Regions from separate parts of the Mus musculus genome. Here all the other regions are linked to region 1. Evidence: chromatin contacts called from public Hi-C and HiChIP or PLAC-seq data. All regions are on one chromosome and are shown on one strand. The core of a region is the stretch at or near the end of the contact, and the rest is flanking DNA. Distances in the headings are between cores, read along the strand shown. Region 1 holds the start of Nckap5 (NCK-associated protein 5). Region 2 overlaps Nckap5 (NCK-associated protein 5). Region 3 overlaps Nckap5 (NCK-associated protein 5).

Region 1 (4,987 bases), core at 737-3,236:
GGAACCAGCATGGTACCCCTCATTCTGCTCTGGTGAGTAACTCAGAGTCTGGAGAAGCCATTCACTCTCAGGGACCTGCCAACTGAGCCGTAGATTACCTTACCATTCTATTGCCCAAGGTCTTTCTTCCCATGATTCAACACAAAGTTGCATTTGGGTCCATATGGACTTCTGTGTGTGTTTGTTGGGGGTGGAGGGTGGAATCATTGTATGGGACAGGCACAGGTCACACGAAGCCGTGTTTTCCCTCCAAGTTCTGGCACTGCCACAGGCAGGGAAAGTATCTGTGTTCACGAATGTCTCCATTCACCTCTATCATAAACAGAGCTCTATGTGTACATATAGCAAAGTCACTGCCTGCCCACAGGAAACCCAGAGTCCTTTGTTCATGAGAGGATGGACTCTCTCCACTGGGTCCATTCAATGGGTAGAGAGCTGAGTCAGGTTTTTCCCTGAAACTTCTTCTATTCAGTATTTCCTTCATTGACTTTCGCCACTCTTAATGGGTAAAACTTTGCTGTTGCAAGATCCCTTAAAATACCCCTCCTGGGGCCAACCGCTGTTTATCTTGGCAGCAGGTAGCTCCAAAAAATTTGGAAAGTCTCTACTTGGCATGGGCTCTGAGCTACTGGCACGTTAGAGATTAATAAAGCACATTTAGCAGCGCTCAGGTCTCTGCAACACAATCCCTCACCGTGAAACGTGCGAGATTCTTTGTTCACGGCGAACAAAGTCAAAGCCAGAATGAGCCAACCATGACAACCAGAGATAGGAAACAGTCAAGATCCTTGAACATCTTTCATCTGGCAACTGGTGGGTAGGAATTGATGCCCAGTGCTCAATTATACATCTGCTTGGTGTTCTCAGCTGTATGAACTGGGCAGGAGCTTGGGACCCCTGAGCTGGGAGCTGACTGAACAGCAGCGCCAAGATATCAGGGCTGTACCTGTTTCCTTGAAGCCCAAGAAAAGCTTGAACTGAAAGCCCGTGAAGGAACAACTCCAGAAGCAGAAAAAAGAATCAAGATTTACCAAGACATTTCCAAACATTTTGGCTTTTCTTTAGGAAAGCAAAATGCTTAGGTTTGTTTGGATATTAGCGAGGGAGGGAGGGAGGGAGGGAGGGAGGGAGGGAGGGAGGGAGGGAGGGAGGGAGGGAGGGGGAGAGAGAGAGAGAGAGAGAGAGAGAGAGAGAGAGAGAGAGAGAGAGAGAGAGAGAGAGAGAGAGAGAGAGAGAACCAAGTAAACTTTGCTCGATTGTACAGGTGTGGCGCTGGTACCACAGGAAGGAGACAACAGCGACAAGAAATGGGAACTAAAACTCAAACAGGCATTAGACAGCAATTACAGGTTCCGAGGAGGAAGCAATTCACTGTGAAACCCCACACACCTGGATTCTCGCAAAGCAAGCACCGGAAGAAAATAGCAGGGAGCCACACGCGCAAAGGCACCATGGTGAGTGCCAACGCAGCCTGCACGTGCTGAGCGATGCCTGGATGTATTTACACTGAGTGGCTCCTCCTCGGAGTCCTCCAGAAAAATCACGCAGACCTGCAAATCAGAAGTCCAGACCACTGCACTGCTCCTGCTGAGCACAGTAACCTTAATTCTCCACATCAAAGTCCACACGCAGTGGGACAAAAAGCGAAGCAAAGAAAAGTTCTATCCTTACCTAAAAGGCATAGCAGACAGGCCAGCTGGTTGCTCCGCCACCGTTAGCCTGCTCCGGGGTTCTGTCTCATTCCATCCAAAGTCCTAGTGCTACCCAGGAGGGCTCCTGGGGGGTTCTCGGATCTTCCTGTAGGAGTTTTTGATCACTGGCTTGCTTAACAAACACGCCTGTGTTCTGCGGGCGTTTGAATGCAGTACCACACCGGGCACCGAGCCAACACTCAGCTTCCACAGGCAACAAGAGAGAGGAAAAACTCACACCCTCCCAAGCAGGCTTCCCTCCTTGGTGTCTTTTAAGGTGGGGATCCAGGTGTCATCTCTGGTTGGAGGGTAGCGTGAGAGGTAGCTAGCTCCCTTTTCTGACTTCTCCGCTGCCTCGTGGGAGCCCCAAAGTTTGTTTTTCTATCTCACTGCCCCGAAGTTCTCCTCGTGATCGGGATCGCCCGGCTTGCCTTTCCACCAGCTGCACTTTAAATGTATTTTAATTGGCTGGAATGTCGAAAGAATCTATTTGGCAGTCGTTTACATGGGACGCACGCCCAGGGCAGCTGAAAAGAGGCCCCAGAAGCGGACGATTACTTCATCAAAAGCGGCAGTTTGAATAGCACTGACTCCTACTGAACTACAAGGAACGGAGTTCTATAGCCAAGATGGAATAATTAATAATTTGTGGAGAAAATTCTTCATTCATCTAAAAAAAGCCAAAACGAAGGGGGCGGGAATCCCTGCAGGTAGGGGAGTACTTTCTGAAAGGGGTGACTTATTACGGCCCCTGTTCTGCTCTCTACAAACATTGATTTTGTACAGCCTTACAGGAGGGACATATGCATAATTTGGTTTTCCTGAAAAGCTAAATCAAGTAATTTTCACTTTCAAAGAGCCCCTGAGATGCATAGCACTTTTCCACCCTCATTCATTAGCCAGAACCCACACTAGATATTTTCCCGAGTGAAAGACAGTTATTCAAGTTCTTTCTTTCTTGGTGACCTCTCAGCTAGATCCAGCTTCAAATAAATTCTCCGTGAATCCAAATAGATAATCATCAGCGCACAGTGTTTATAAGCCTGATTAGAATTTAAAATATTACAAGTGAAGAAGAGTCTAGGAGATCGCTTGGATGGGTCAGACCATTTGCTAGGCAAGCAATAGGACCTGGGTTCAAATCCTTAGAAGACACATAAAAAGCCGTGTGTGGTTCTGTACACCTCTAATCTCAGTAGGAGGGTAGCTGGGGCTTGCTGGCTGCCCCATGTCACGAGATGAAAGCAGAAAGAGGTACAGGAGAGCTCCCAGCTTCCTTCTCTGGCCTCTGCATATATATATGCATATATATATGGGCATGCATATACTCACACAAGTGCGAGTGTGAACTCTCTCTCACATATACATACAAAAAATGTTACTCAAAAAAATGATAGCTTAGGCAGATTATGACATTAAACAGTAGATAACAAACACTTATGCATAAATGTCTCAAAAAATAGAATAACAAAGCAAACCATAAGTCAGATAAAACAAGAGATAAATGGAAGAGCCTTCACATTTTTTCTAGACTGCTGATTTTCCAGGAGGCTGATTTATTGGTATATCTCAAGTGGGCTTACAGATTAAAAAATCCCAGGCTTTCTGGGTTGCCCTAATGACCTCCCTCCTTCAGAGCACCTGCCTTTAGTGGGGTACCTAGAACGAGGCAAGCACCCCAAGTATTCTTCTCCAATGGAAAATGTGAGCCAGGAAACACTGACACATACATTCATTACTCTGCCTTTCCTTCATGTTAATAAAACTGTCTGTGGTTCTCAACAAGACGGAACATGAGGAAGGGTGATGTATGTGTGCATCGTTCAGGACGATTTGTTGAACTGCTCAGAGGCAAAACCCAGCACACGGGGAAGTTAAAGAGAAGGCTGAAAGAGAGGACTGGGCCAGCCTCATGGATATGCAATCTTCATAGCCCTGTAGAGCCCTGTTCCCTGCAAGGGCTTGTGTGTGTGTTAATGTGCTCTCTTTTAACATCATTCTTATATCACATTTATTTGTTCATATTGTGTGTACACGTAGAGGTCGGAAGACAACTTGAGGATGCCAGTTCCCTCCTCCCACTGTGTGGGTCCCAGGATCAGATTCATCAGGCTCGGCAAGGGCTTTTACCTGATGACCCGTCTCCCAGGCTCTTCTCCTGTCATTCTTGTCTCCTTAACTGAACAAGGGGCCCTGTGATTTCACTTTGCTTTGGGACTGGAAGACAGGCAGCAACACCTGAGAGAAACAGTAGCCATCTATGAGGTTAAACACAGGATTGCTATTTTAAAACATAGGGAAGAGCCAACAACATCGTGCATGACAAGTGCTTACCATACCTTTGCCTTACTCAATGCATTGCTGCTAGGTGGGCAGAGGTCTAAGATGGAGAATGCCACCCCATCCCCGCAGTCATTGGTAAGATGGTGATCTATGTGTTGTATGCAGTTTACCCTGGTGGGATGCATCACTGCACTGCATCTGGTAGGTTCGGAGAGTCTTTGTCCCCATACAGTCAGCTCCCACTTAGTTATTCTATGGGCAGAAAGATCCACTGCATAACTAGCCACCTTCTTTTTCCAAATTAACTTAAAGTTAACTGTGGTTAACTTTGCCAAACCCAAACACACCACTGGCCCACCACTGTGAATTCCAATAACTCTCAAGCTCTTCAGAGAGCAGGAACCCCTGGAGTGCTCTCCAAGACCTGAAGCCTGGGTGGTAGCCTTCCTTGGCTTATCAGAAGGCATACAGAAAGCCTTATCTCTGTAAGAGAGGGCTTGCTCTCTGATGTCAAGCACTTCCCGTCTCTGCTATCTTGAGTCTCTTACCTGGACTTGTAAATGTTTGGTCTCAGTGTTTAATAAGCAAATAGATCAGCATTCCAGAAAGAGAATTTTAGAGATTAACTGATTCTATTATTTTTTAAAGGACATTTGAAGCAAGAAAATAATCATACACAGGCACATACACGCATGTGTACACACACACAAGGGACATGCACATATACATTCACTCACAGAATTGAGTTTGTATGCGTATGCTTTCTTTTGCTATGCATGTTCCTACTTTGTGTCTCTTTGTGTACACGTTCAGTTGTACATGCATGTTGTGTGCATGTAGAGGCCAAAGGTCAACATGAGTCATTTCCTCAGTTGCTCTCAGCCTTAATTTTTGAAACAGGATCTCGGCGGCGTCACTGAACGTAGGACTCACAGACTCTGTTAGACTGGTTGACCAGTGTGGTGGTTTAAATATGAAATGGTGTGCTTTGGTTTGGAGATCTGAACACTTGG
Region 2 (4,987 bases), core at 1,376-3,875, 220 kb before region 1:
AGCCAGGCCTGCTGACTGAAATCTTTCTCTAATTCCATGGAGCCTTTTTCCCAGTCAAGGTGACACAGAGCCCTGTTCTCAGTTCAGGGCTAGGCTCACCCAAACCACCTCTGCCCACTGTCTGGTGGTCTCTTCTAGCTCACATGATATTGCCCCAGCCCACCCCCTCGTTGTGAGTCTTCTTTCCATATTACACTTGAAGTGTTGCCTAATGCCCCCTCCTCCCTTTCCCTTCCCCCTCCACCTCTTCAATCTGTAAAACAGCTCCCAGGTAGCAGTGAACTTGTTTATGACCTCCTAATTGGAATGCTACGCACACATCTCTAATCATTACCATCAAAGTGTACTGGCAAATGAAGTCATGTGGACGAATTCCTATCCCAAGTATTCAGAAAAAGTCACCAGCACCTCATGAGGAGGTATTAAGGCACCTATCTTCCGTGTAAGGAAGAATTTGTGCTTCATGTCTCAAGGAATGACAAGCTGAGGTGGACAAGACAGAGTAGCCAGAGTGGTCATCTGGAATCCAAGCTGTCGCCAAGCCACAGGTACAGAATCTGTGTTCTGTGGTTTCTAGCCAACCTTCAGCTCCCCAGGCCGACTCCAACCTTACCTCTACAGAAGCAACAGACAGATCCAGCGAGCTGCCTCAGTTGGGTCACCCGAATCACAGCCACCCGAACGACTTTCAGCCTCAGCCCTGTGATCTGACAGGCACTGTCAGCCCTTGCTTCCCTGTGTGTGACCAGCTTGGCTGTGCTTCCTCCTGCCTGTCAATATTTAACTACCCCGTCAAGAGCTATTACATCACCTGCACTCAACCCCACTTCTCGGACATGAGTGGGTGTGCCCGCTCTATTCATTTCAGCTTACCCTAGTCAGGACCCGGTGCCCACTATTCATTCCTGCCAACATGGACTGAGTGTCTACTGCACTGGGCAGTAGGAGCTAAGAAATGAGAAATCCACTCCTCAAAGTCTAGTTCAGAGACAGATGAAATTAAACAGTCTTGTGTGGTTTTATCAGGATACAGAACCTAGGGAGACTCACCTTATAGGGTGGTGTGGGAGAGAGAGAATGTCCAGGAACAGAGCCCCCAAAGACAGTGGCTGCAACGGTTAATACTGTCAACTTGATAGGATCTAGAATCCACTAGGAGACAAACTTGCCTGGACATCTGGGGGGATTTCTAAAATCAGGCTAACTGAAGTAGGAAGACCCACCCTAAGTCAGGGCACTACCATTACAAAGGTTGGGGAGACAGCATAAAGTGAAAAAGCAAGATGAACCCCAGCATCCAATTCTCTCATCTTCCTGTCTGCCGATGCAGTGTGACCAGATGCCTCAAATCTAGCTGTCATGATTCCCTACCATGATGGACTGTACCCTCAAACTGAGCCCCCAAATAAACCCTTTCTCCCTTAACATACTCTGTTAGGTACTTGGTCACAGCAACCAGACACTAATCCATACAGTAACACTGAAAGTGGCATCTCTCCTAGGCCACATTGGGAGCTGGCAACCAAAGGATGGGCTGACTACATGGACATGGAGCTATACTCAAAGACTCAGCTCAGACTCCATTGCCAGGGAGTAAACCAAAGAGACTGGCTACTTCACAGGGCCTCATGAAAAGTCAGCTCACCAGCTGTATCTGAAGCTGAGCATCTTGGGGCTGGGGCTGTAGCTCAGTTGATAGAGAGACTGCCTAGGATGCATGAGGTCCTGGTCTCTATTCCCAGCTCACACAAATCAGGTATGGTAGTTCATGCCTACAGGCACTTACAAGACAGTGGCAAGAGGATTGATTACAAGTGTGGCGTATTCTTGGCTGCCTGATAAGTCTGAGGCCAGTCTGGGCTCCAGAAGACCTGGTCTGGGGTGGGGAAACGAAAGTCTGAACATCTGAACAAAAGTGTCTCCGGGGTGCAAACTGACGACGTTTTTATGGACTTATTAGTGCTACAAATGTAAGTGACTGTTCAGAGAACTGAAGTAACATAAAACTAATGAATAGAGAGATTGCCTGGGAGCCAGCAGGATGGCTCAGTAAAGACTCTTTTAAAAGCCTGAAAGGCAGGGAAAGGATGGGATGAACAGACTCCCGAGTCATCTAACCTCCACACTCACTGTGTGTACACAAACACCCACAGCCACAGAGAAGAGGAGAGACTGAGAATCATAAGAACGGAAGTGGAGCAGGAAGGAGAGAGCCTGGAACCCATTCTTAAAATAAAGAAGAGGAGAAACCATGTGGCCAAGGCACATTCTTCGCTGGCCAAAGGAATGAGTTTAGGCTGAAACTGGCTTGGCCAAAGGTAAACAGGGGCCTCTCATGTACCTTCCTAGCCACTCCAGAGCTTCTCTCCCAACATAGCGCTGCTGACATATAATGAATGGACCATGGCTCTCTTAAATAATGGAGAGAGACTGGCGGAGCTACAGGGCGTCACCAAACTGCCACCTTAACTGCATCGGCTAAGCGCCGCCTTGGAGAGCTACTCATTGGGGACATTTTTGTTCTCCTTCGAAGTTTGAATTTACCACCAAAGCACAGCTCTTAAGTGTGCTAGTGTAGCCCTCTTTCTATACAAATTCCCCTCAGCTTCATGCTCCAGAGAACAAAGATCCCCATTTATGTGTGAACACTCAGAAGACCCCAACCACCGGGGAGCCCCTGGAGAGGCTGTCATGGAAAGTACTGGTGTATTTGAATTGCAAAACACTGCCCAGGGATGGCTGTGCATCTAATTTGGGTCCTGTTCCAAGCTCCGGGAGATTATAGAAGCAGATTGCCCGGTGGGTCTTTAAAGAATTTTTTTTGAAGAGTTTTCTGTGCATGCTTCCCAGAGTACTCCCAAGGCCAACATCATCTGTAGCCCACCACAACACTTTAAGGATAAGGTTTGACGAGTACTAACAGACTGCCACCATTCCAATATAAATCAATGACCCATGGCTAATGCCCACCCCTTGGTTGTGGCTGCAGACATTTTCAAGTCAATCAATGATCAGAAGCAGAAAGTTCCTTCAGGATCTGCCCATCAGCGCTAAGAATGTGATTTGAGCCCCGTATGCTGACAGTCCACAGTGACCATGATATTGTCAGGAAACTGAAGTTTCTGCACATTCAAGCATGTTGTGTCTCTTTTTGCTCTTTGTTTTCTTGGAAAAAAATTCTTTGTGGATGTGTGTGCACAGGAACGTTCCCATGACTACAGCCATGCACATGTGCCAAGTCAAGACACATGGAAGTCAGGACCACCTTGGCTGCAGCTCTTCACCTTCCACTTTGCTTGAGACAGTCTCTTGTTTTCCACTGTATTCCAGGCTGGCTGGCTTTCAAACTTCTAGGGATCCCTTGCCTCTACCTCTCATCTCCCTGAGGGAATGTCAGATTTTCAAGAGTAAGATACCAACCACATCTGGCTTCATGTGAGTTCCGAGGCTCTGAACTCGGGTCTTTATACTTGATTCATCGCTGTGCAATCTCCCCAGCCCCGGGCTCTGTTTTTAAACCTAGATTTTGTTCCAGAACCTCTTTAATGCAGTAGCATATAGCACATGTGGCATTAAGAACATCACACATTATAAATGGCATAGCTGTTGCTACTAATTGCTGAACGCCCAGGGATTTCTGCACCCAATTAGAAATGACATGCATCATTTATCTTGTCATCTGGCTAGAAGAATGAAGGGTTCCATGACCTCTGGTCTTCTGTTTGTTTGTTTTGGTGGTGTTGTGTGAGACAAGGTCTTGCTTTGTATCCACGGTGCACCAACACGCAATCCTCTAGCATCAATCTCCTGTAGCCCCAGGATAACAGGTATACACCTCCCATTCCTGGCACTCTCTCTTTCTCTCTCTCTTTCTCTCTCTCTTACTCTCTCTCTGACTCTCTCTCTCTGACTCTCTCTCTCTCTCTCTCTCTCTCTCTCTCTCTCTCTCTCTCTCTCTCTCTCAGTCTCTTTAGCATGCAGTCTTGGCAGATTTTAGCACCTCTATGGTCTAAGTCCAAACACTGTGACTATTAACTCTGGTGACTGCAGCTCTTGGCCTATTGAGGATAACTGCAAATATTATTAACATTCCTAGACCTTAATCTTGAGGAAGCTTCCCTTTTGAAAGATAAAATATGTGAAGTATGCCCCTTCTATCTCTTATATACCTATAGTTATAGAATAAAGGGAGGGATTTAGGTTTTAATAAGAAATTATAGAGGAGCTGTAGAGCAGAACAGTACCCCCAAAGTCACTGGATTTATTTGCTAGCATTCAGGGATCTACCTCCAACTCCAAGGTTTTGCAGTTTTTCTGAGCTAAAAAGCTTCTGATTCTTTAAGATCAAGTTGAGTCTTTGAAACAAACAGTATTTAAAGACAGGTTTAATAGTATAAGTTTCTCATTTTTTTTTAATTTTTAAGGATTGCCTATCTTTATTGTATGTGTGTATGTGTGTGTCCATGTGTATGTCTGTACATAAAGAGATCAGAAGACAGCTTACAGAGTCAGTTCTCTCCTTCTACTGTATGGTTCCTGGGGTCAAACTCAACCTGTCACGGTTGGGTGACAAGCGTCTTGACACACTGAGGTAGCTTGCTAGCCCAAGATTTTATTTTTTGATGAAAAAATTAAAACAAATATAGAAATTTAATTTTATGATTGTGGAGTTCAGAAACCCCAACACAAAACTGTCAAACAGCTGAAAAGATCTTTAACGCGGCCTCTCAATGGCTGCTCTGTAGGATCAGGTATGTTAATGCTGCCCAGGGGTTGTGAAACGTGTACAAGCCAGGCCTCCACAAACCTCTTCATTACAGTCACCAGGGCACTGGAGAGATGCCTGAGGAAGTAGAGTGCTGACTATACAAGCATCAAGACCTGAGTTTGATCCCAATAAACTTTGTCAAAGACCCAGGTGTGGTGGTGCATGCGTAGACTACTAGTCCTTGAGAGGAAGAGACAGGGAGGTAGCCTGGGGCTACCT
Region 3 (4,987 bases), core at 733-3,232, 150 kb before region 1:
AATCATCCAGACTCAGCTTCTTCACGGGTATAATGAAGATGCTATTCTACACCCTCATTGTGATAACTGAGTGAATGCAGCCAGTGTCTAAGCACAGCACCTCGTCCCAATATAATACTATTAGTAGTAGTACTCCTAATACAAGTAGGTACTTATATTGTGTGTGTGTGCACCTGCATATATAATTTATATATATATATATACATATACATATACATATACATACATATATATGTATATATGTGTGTGTGTATATATACATATATATATATGTGTATATATATATATATATATATATATATATATATATATATATAGTGTGTGTGTGTGTGTGTGTGTGTGTATGCGTGTATATGCACGTGTGCCATACACCACAGATGTGGAGGCCAGAATCTGGGTATCCCATGTCTTCCTTATTAGCTCTCCACCTTCCATTTGATTTCATTTAGTATTAATACTGTATGTGTGTGGCTGCTGTAGGAGGGACATGTGTACCATCGTACGCATTTAGAGATCAGGGCACAACTCTGTGAAGCTGATTCTCTCCTTTTACCTTTCCATGGGTTCCTGGAACGGATTTCAGCGGGACAAGACTTGAGAGGCAATCTCCTTAACCCACTTAGCCGCCTGTGGCCCCACCTTATTTTCTCAGTGTCTCTCAATGAACCTGGACTGCATGGGCTTAGTAAAACTGGCTGGCCAGCAAGTCCTGCTGCCTCTCTCCCCAGTGCTGGGGCTGGGCTCTTTTAAGAGTTTCTGAAGGGACTGAGCCCAGACTCTCATGCTTATGTGACAAGTTTACCTAGTGAGCCATTTCAATAGACTCCTTACAGGATGAAATCAGTTATTGCTAAAATAACACCATTTAGTGTCTGAGGAGATGGCTCAGCAGTTAAAAGTAATCACTGCTCTTCTAAGAAGACTCAAGTTTGGTTCTCAGCACCCATATTGGATGGCTTACAATTGTCTGTAACCCCAGCCCCTGGGATCTGACACCTGGCTTCCATGAGTGCCAGCGCACATATAGAATATATTAACACAAACACAGACCAAAAAAAAAGTTCACATAAATCACAAAAAAATAAATCTTGATAAATAATAATACCATAACCACCACTCCTTACTAGTAGATCACATATTAAAAGGTTTGTGTGTGTGTGTGTGTGTGTGTGTGTGTGTGTGTGTAACTTGCTACTCTCTTTCCCTTCCTGACAATAGTGTTCAATGTAGATCAGGGCTACTCTGTCCTAAACCAAGCATTGAGCCTGGCATCTTTCCTTTCCTTCAATCAGGACACACCTGATCTACAACCAAGATTTTTCTCAACCAAATGACAATGGACTAAACTTACTTCATTTATAGCTCAGCTTAACACTTAAAACCAACTTTAATTCTAGAATCCCGGGTAGCACAGCACTCACATTTAAGGTAGCAGCATGCCCCAGTAGAGGATTAGATCCTAATTGGATGCAGGCTTTCTGTATTAGCCTGGACCCTGGCTCTTCTGCCTGGTTAAGTTACAGGGACTCCTAATCATGCGTTTTATCTTTTGGCCTGTATACATAGGTGCCCAATAAATGTTACCTTTGGTGATAATAAAACAAAAGCCAAACTTTCAAAAGCTGAGCTATCCAAAAGGCCATTGTCTACATTCTTGGCAGCCACCAAAGAGCCCGTTTTCCCAAGTCAGCAGCCGCTGAGGGGGCTGGCCAGGGGCCAATTCCCAGGGTTGGCGCATTCCTGGAACCTGGCAAAATGCCACTGAAACCCCGCTTCCTCTTTCTTTTTATGTAGTGGAAAGCTTTTTCCACTTAGACCCCTCCACGTTGTCCTCTGCTCCTCCCTCAATAAGGGAGGTAGTTAGATGGGAAACGGTCTCCAGTTCCTTCCTCCGAAATCCATCTATCTCCCACTGCTCCAAGTTGGCAGAGCTCAGAGCAACTGAAGACAGAAGGCAAACAAAGAGGGGCTTCATGGCCCGGCCCAGTCTGATTCAGCAGGGGCCCGGGGAAGAAAGACTCAGCAGGACCCAGGGCACAGCAAGTCATTGTGCATGTGCTTGGGCACTTTGGGAAGACTCTGGAATAAAATTACCTGTTATAAATAGTCATTGGCCAGAATTCAGCTGTGAAGGCAGAAGCCCAAAAGTTCCAGAAAAAAAAAAATACAATGTTCCATATTAAAAGGTCTGGCCTAGTCATTAATAGGGAACTCCTGAGCAACTGGGGTAAGAAGAAAGGAATTCTGGGCTTGGCAAGAGCCAACCTGTAGCAAGGAACGGGAGGAGGCGTTTCTGGCTGAGAGCATTCTGGTTATGCTGATTTGTTTCTTACAGACCATACATGTATGCTTTAAACAAAGGGAAGAGACTTGTCTTCTCAATCCCCTTCTATGTGCAGACCAAGTGAGCCGCTCGCCATCTTGGGTTTACACTACAAAGAGGGCAAGCAAGGCACAGAACTGCATATGCTGGGTGTTATCATCTTTCTTTGGTTCTTCTACTTGCCCATGGAGGGAGAGACAATTTGGTGTGCTTACAAATTAGAGTGTGGAAGCCCAGAGAAGGCAGGTAAGATGGCCAAGCTCATACAGGCAGAGGCATGTATATCTAATGTAGTTGGGTTCTTCAGCCAAGCACATCTGTACAAGGTATTTATTAGCTTTCTTATTTATAATTGTGCGCGTGACTGCCTTCATGTGTGTGAAGGTGCACATAGTGTTTATATGCATTATGTGTGCACTTGCATATGGAAGCCAGTGGATGACTTAGGTTATTGCTACTCAGAAACCATCAACCTTTGTGCAGACAGGGCTTCTAATCCCCCAAGGGTCGCTGTGTATGCTAGTGAGCCCTAGGCACCAGCCAGTCTCACATCTCCATTGTCACAGCAGATTACAAACATCTGCCACCATACCTGGCTTCTTAAGAGGATACTGGGAGGATACTAGGAGGATACTGGGAGGATATTGGGCATCTGAGCTCAGTTGACAACTGCTTTAACCATACTTGCCATATCTCCGGCCCAAGAATTTAGATTTTAATGAAGTGACCAGTCTACTAGCCCACCCTCTTATATAGCCAGTGCCATAAATGGGCACATAGCTCTGCACCAGGCATCTTCATCAGGGACCCTGCAGGAAAAAACACCGTAACACAGGAGCATAGGACGTGAGTTCTGACAAATACTCCAAGGTGACAGGCTGAAACACCACTATTGACTATTGAGTGTGGTGATACCTGCCTTCAATTGCAGCACTCTCAGGAAACAGAGGTAGCCCTTCATCCCAGCACTCATGTATTGGTAGGCAAATCTCTGTTCACAAGTAACCTGCTCCACATAGTAAAAATCTAGGAAAGTCGGGGTTGAATAATGAGACCATGTCTCAACAAACTATGGGGATAGGGTCATATCTTGCCACCTCCCTGCCTGCCACCTGTTACCCGCTCTGGTCACCTGACTTGGGATGGCTCAGCAGGCAAAGTGGTAAACTAGCAATTTCCAGGTGAGAGTGAGAGACCCTGCACCAAAAGTGGAGAGCAGCTGCCACCAAGGAAGATATCCAAGGCTGCTCCATTGTTTCCACAGCTAATTGAATATGGGCACACATGCATTCTCATTCTCACTCTCTCTCTCTCTCATTCTCTCTCTCTCTCTCTCTCACACACACACACACACACACACACACACACACACACACACACTTAAACTTGTCTATGCTTGCTTTTCATCTCCGCACAGGTTGCTTCTCTTAGCCCATCTGAGTGAATCTGCCTTTCACACTTCCCTTCCTTGCACTGGCCCCTGTCCATCTGACTTCCAAATGGACTCAGCAATGGTAGCCACCCTAAGGGACTAGAGCTCACAGAGTGCCTACAGTCTGACCTGTTGCTGCTGGAGACACCACTGGCAATGGTCCCTCCACCTAAAGTAGTGTTTCCTGCCAGCTGGCTATTAGGAAAGAGTAAGTATTGCCTAAGGGTAGCAATAATGGCTCTTCCTAGAAGCAGGGTCTTGCTCCTGATGTTTTTCCTGCCCTCCATGCCTGCCTCCTCCCTCTTTTCCCCTCCTGTCACCTGACTTCCCAACTGACAGAAACAACACCACTGACCCTCAGACGGGGCAGACTTCTTCAGATCCTTCTACCAGCATGAAAGATATCTCACTCAAATATCTCCTTCCCTCTCTTTCCCTATTGTCCTTCATTTATCATCTCTTTTCCCTTCTCATCCTCCCTCCCTCTCTTTTCCTTTCTTCTCTTTCCCTTCCCAACTCTTCTCTTTCTTTCTCTTCCTTCTTTCCCTCTCCTCTCTCCCTCCATCTCCTCTCTCCCTTCTTCCTTCTCTCCCTCTATTTCTGCTTCCCCTCCTCCTTGTTGACTTCACCAGGTAGGCTCAAGAGCCTAATCTATCTGGCCTGGAAGATCCTCACATAGCCCCTAACTATCCCAAGGACTTCCCTGTCTGCATCGCTGCCTCCCATGCTCACAGGGCCAGTGGGATACCACACAAAGGAAAAGAACAAGAGCAGTAGCTTCATCCCAGGCCACCTCTTGATGCCTGCAGGAATTCTGTCTTGGAACTGGCCTATTCACACTGGGACACTGACAGACCTTGGAGCTATTCTCCTTCCAAAGATGCCAGGCCTCTGACAAAGCTTCCCTCACAAAAAGCCAACAGCCCTGAAGCTCCTTATGGTGCCAGCTCTGACAGATGGATCCCAGAATTCACTAGACCAAATGATTTTATTTCCCTCAACACAGCCATGTGCATAGAGCAGTCTGTGAATTAACTGTATTAGGAAATCTACCAGGCTGAAGACAGCCACTTAAAACCAAGGACCGAAGAGGTGCTGAAAGACAGAGGCAAGAGAACCTCAGAGGCACCTTTGGAAATGGACAATTATGATCCATTAAGCCTCATTAAGGAATGGGAATTTGTGAGGAGGAAACATCTGGAATGACCCAGAATGCAAAGGAACCAGAAGAA

What was found. Hi-C and Micro-C count contacts between places; a contact is called where the count stands out from the background. HiChIP or PLAC-seq counts read pairs in DNA pulled down with a chosen protein or histone mark.
Region 2: a Hi-C map of neural stem cells shows a contact between it and region 1, with 5 times the contacts expected there. The contact joins the enhancer-like site here to the promoter of Nckap5 in region 1. A contact is called at or near these places in 3 of 39 promoter capture datasets (3T3-L1-derived adipocytes, embryonic stem cells and second pharyngeal arch cranial neural crest), 2 of 484 Hi-C or Micro-C datasets (the N1E-115 cell line and neural stem cells), 1 of 115 datasets of contacts at active chromatin or transcription factors (cardiomyocytes) and 2 of 9 other capture datasets (adipose tissue and liver).
Region 3: a contact with region 1 is called in an H3K27ac HiChIP or PLAC-seq map of stem cell-derived neural progenitor cells. The contact joins the enhancer-like site here to the promoter of Nckap5 in region 1. A contact is called at or near these places in 1 of 484 Hi-C or Micro-C datasets (stem cell-derived neural progenitor cells) and 5 of 115 datasets of contacts at active chromatin or transcription factors (astrocytes, cardiomyocytes, neural progenitor cells and 1 more).

Annotation. Positions count from the first base shown.
Region 1 is chr1:126,828,646-126,833,632 of GRCm38.p6, forward strand. It overlaps Nckap5 (NCK-associated protein 5), which reads right to left and starts at 1,987. Exons shown (of 17, transcript NM_001081756.1): 1 at 1,672-1,987.
Region 2 is chr1:126,603,971-126,608,957 of GRCm38.p6, forward strand. The region is part of intron 2 of Nckap5 (NCK-associated protein 5); the gene reads right to left. Among named protein-coding and RNA genes, the nearest start is that of Nckap5, 220 kb to the right of the region's middle. Within about 2 kb of position 2,626, at least 9 of the 459 cell types and tissues checked have an H3K27ac peak or open chromatin away from gene starts, as enhancers often do. A contact at or near this core is called in neural stem cells, where this site is marked.
Region 3 is chr1:126,682,234-126,687,220 of GRCm38.p6, forward strand. The region is part of intron 2 of Nckap5 (NCK-associated protein 5); the gene reads right to left. Among named protein-coding and RNA genes, the nearest start is that of Nckap5, 150 kb to the right of the region's middle. Within about 2 kb of position 1,983, at least 66 of the 459 cell types and tissues checked have an H3K27ac peak or open chromatin away from gene starts, as enhancers often do. A contact at or near this core is called in astrocytes, neural progenitor cells and stem cell-derived neural progenitor cells, where this site is marked.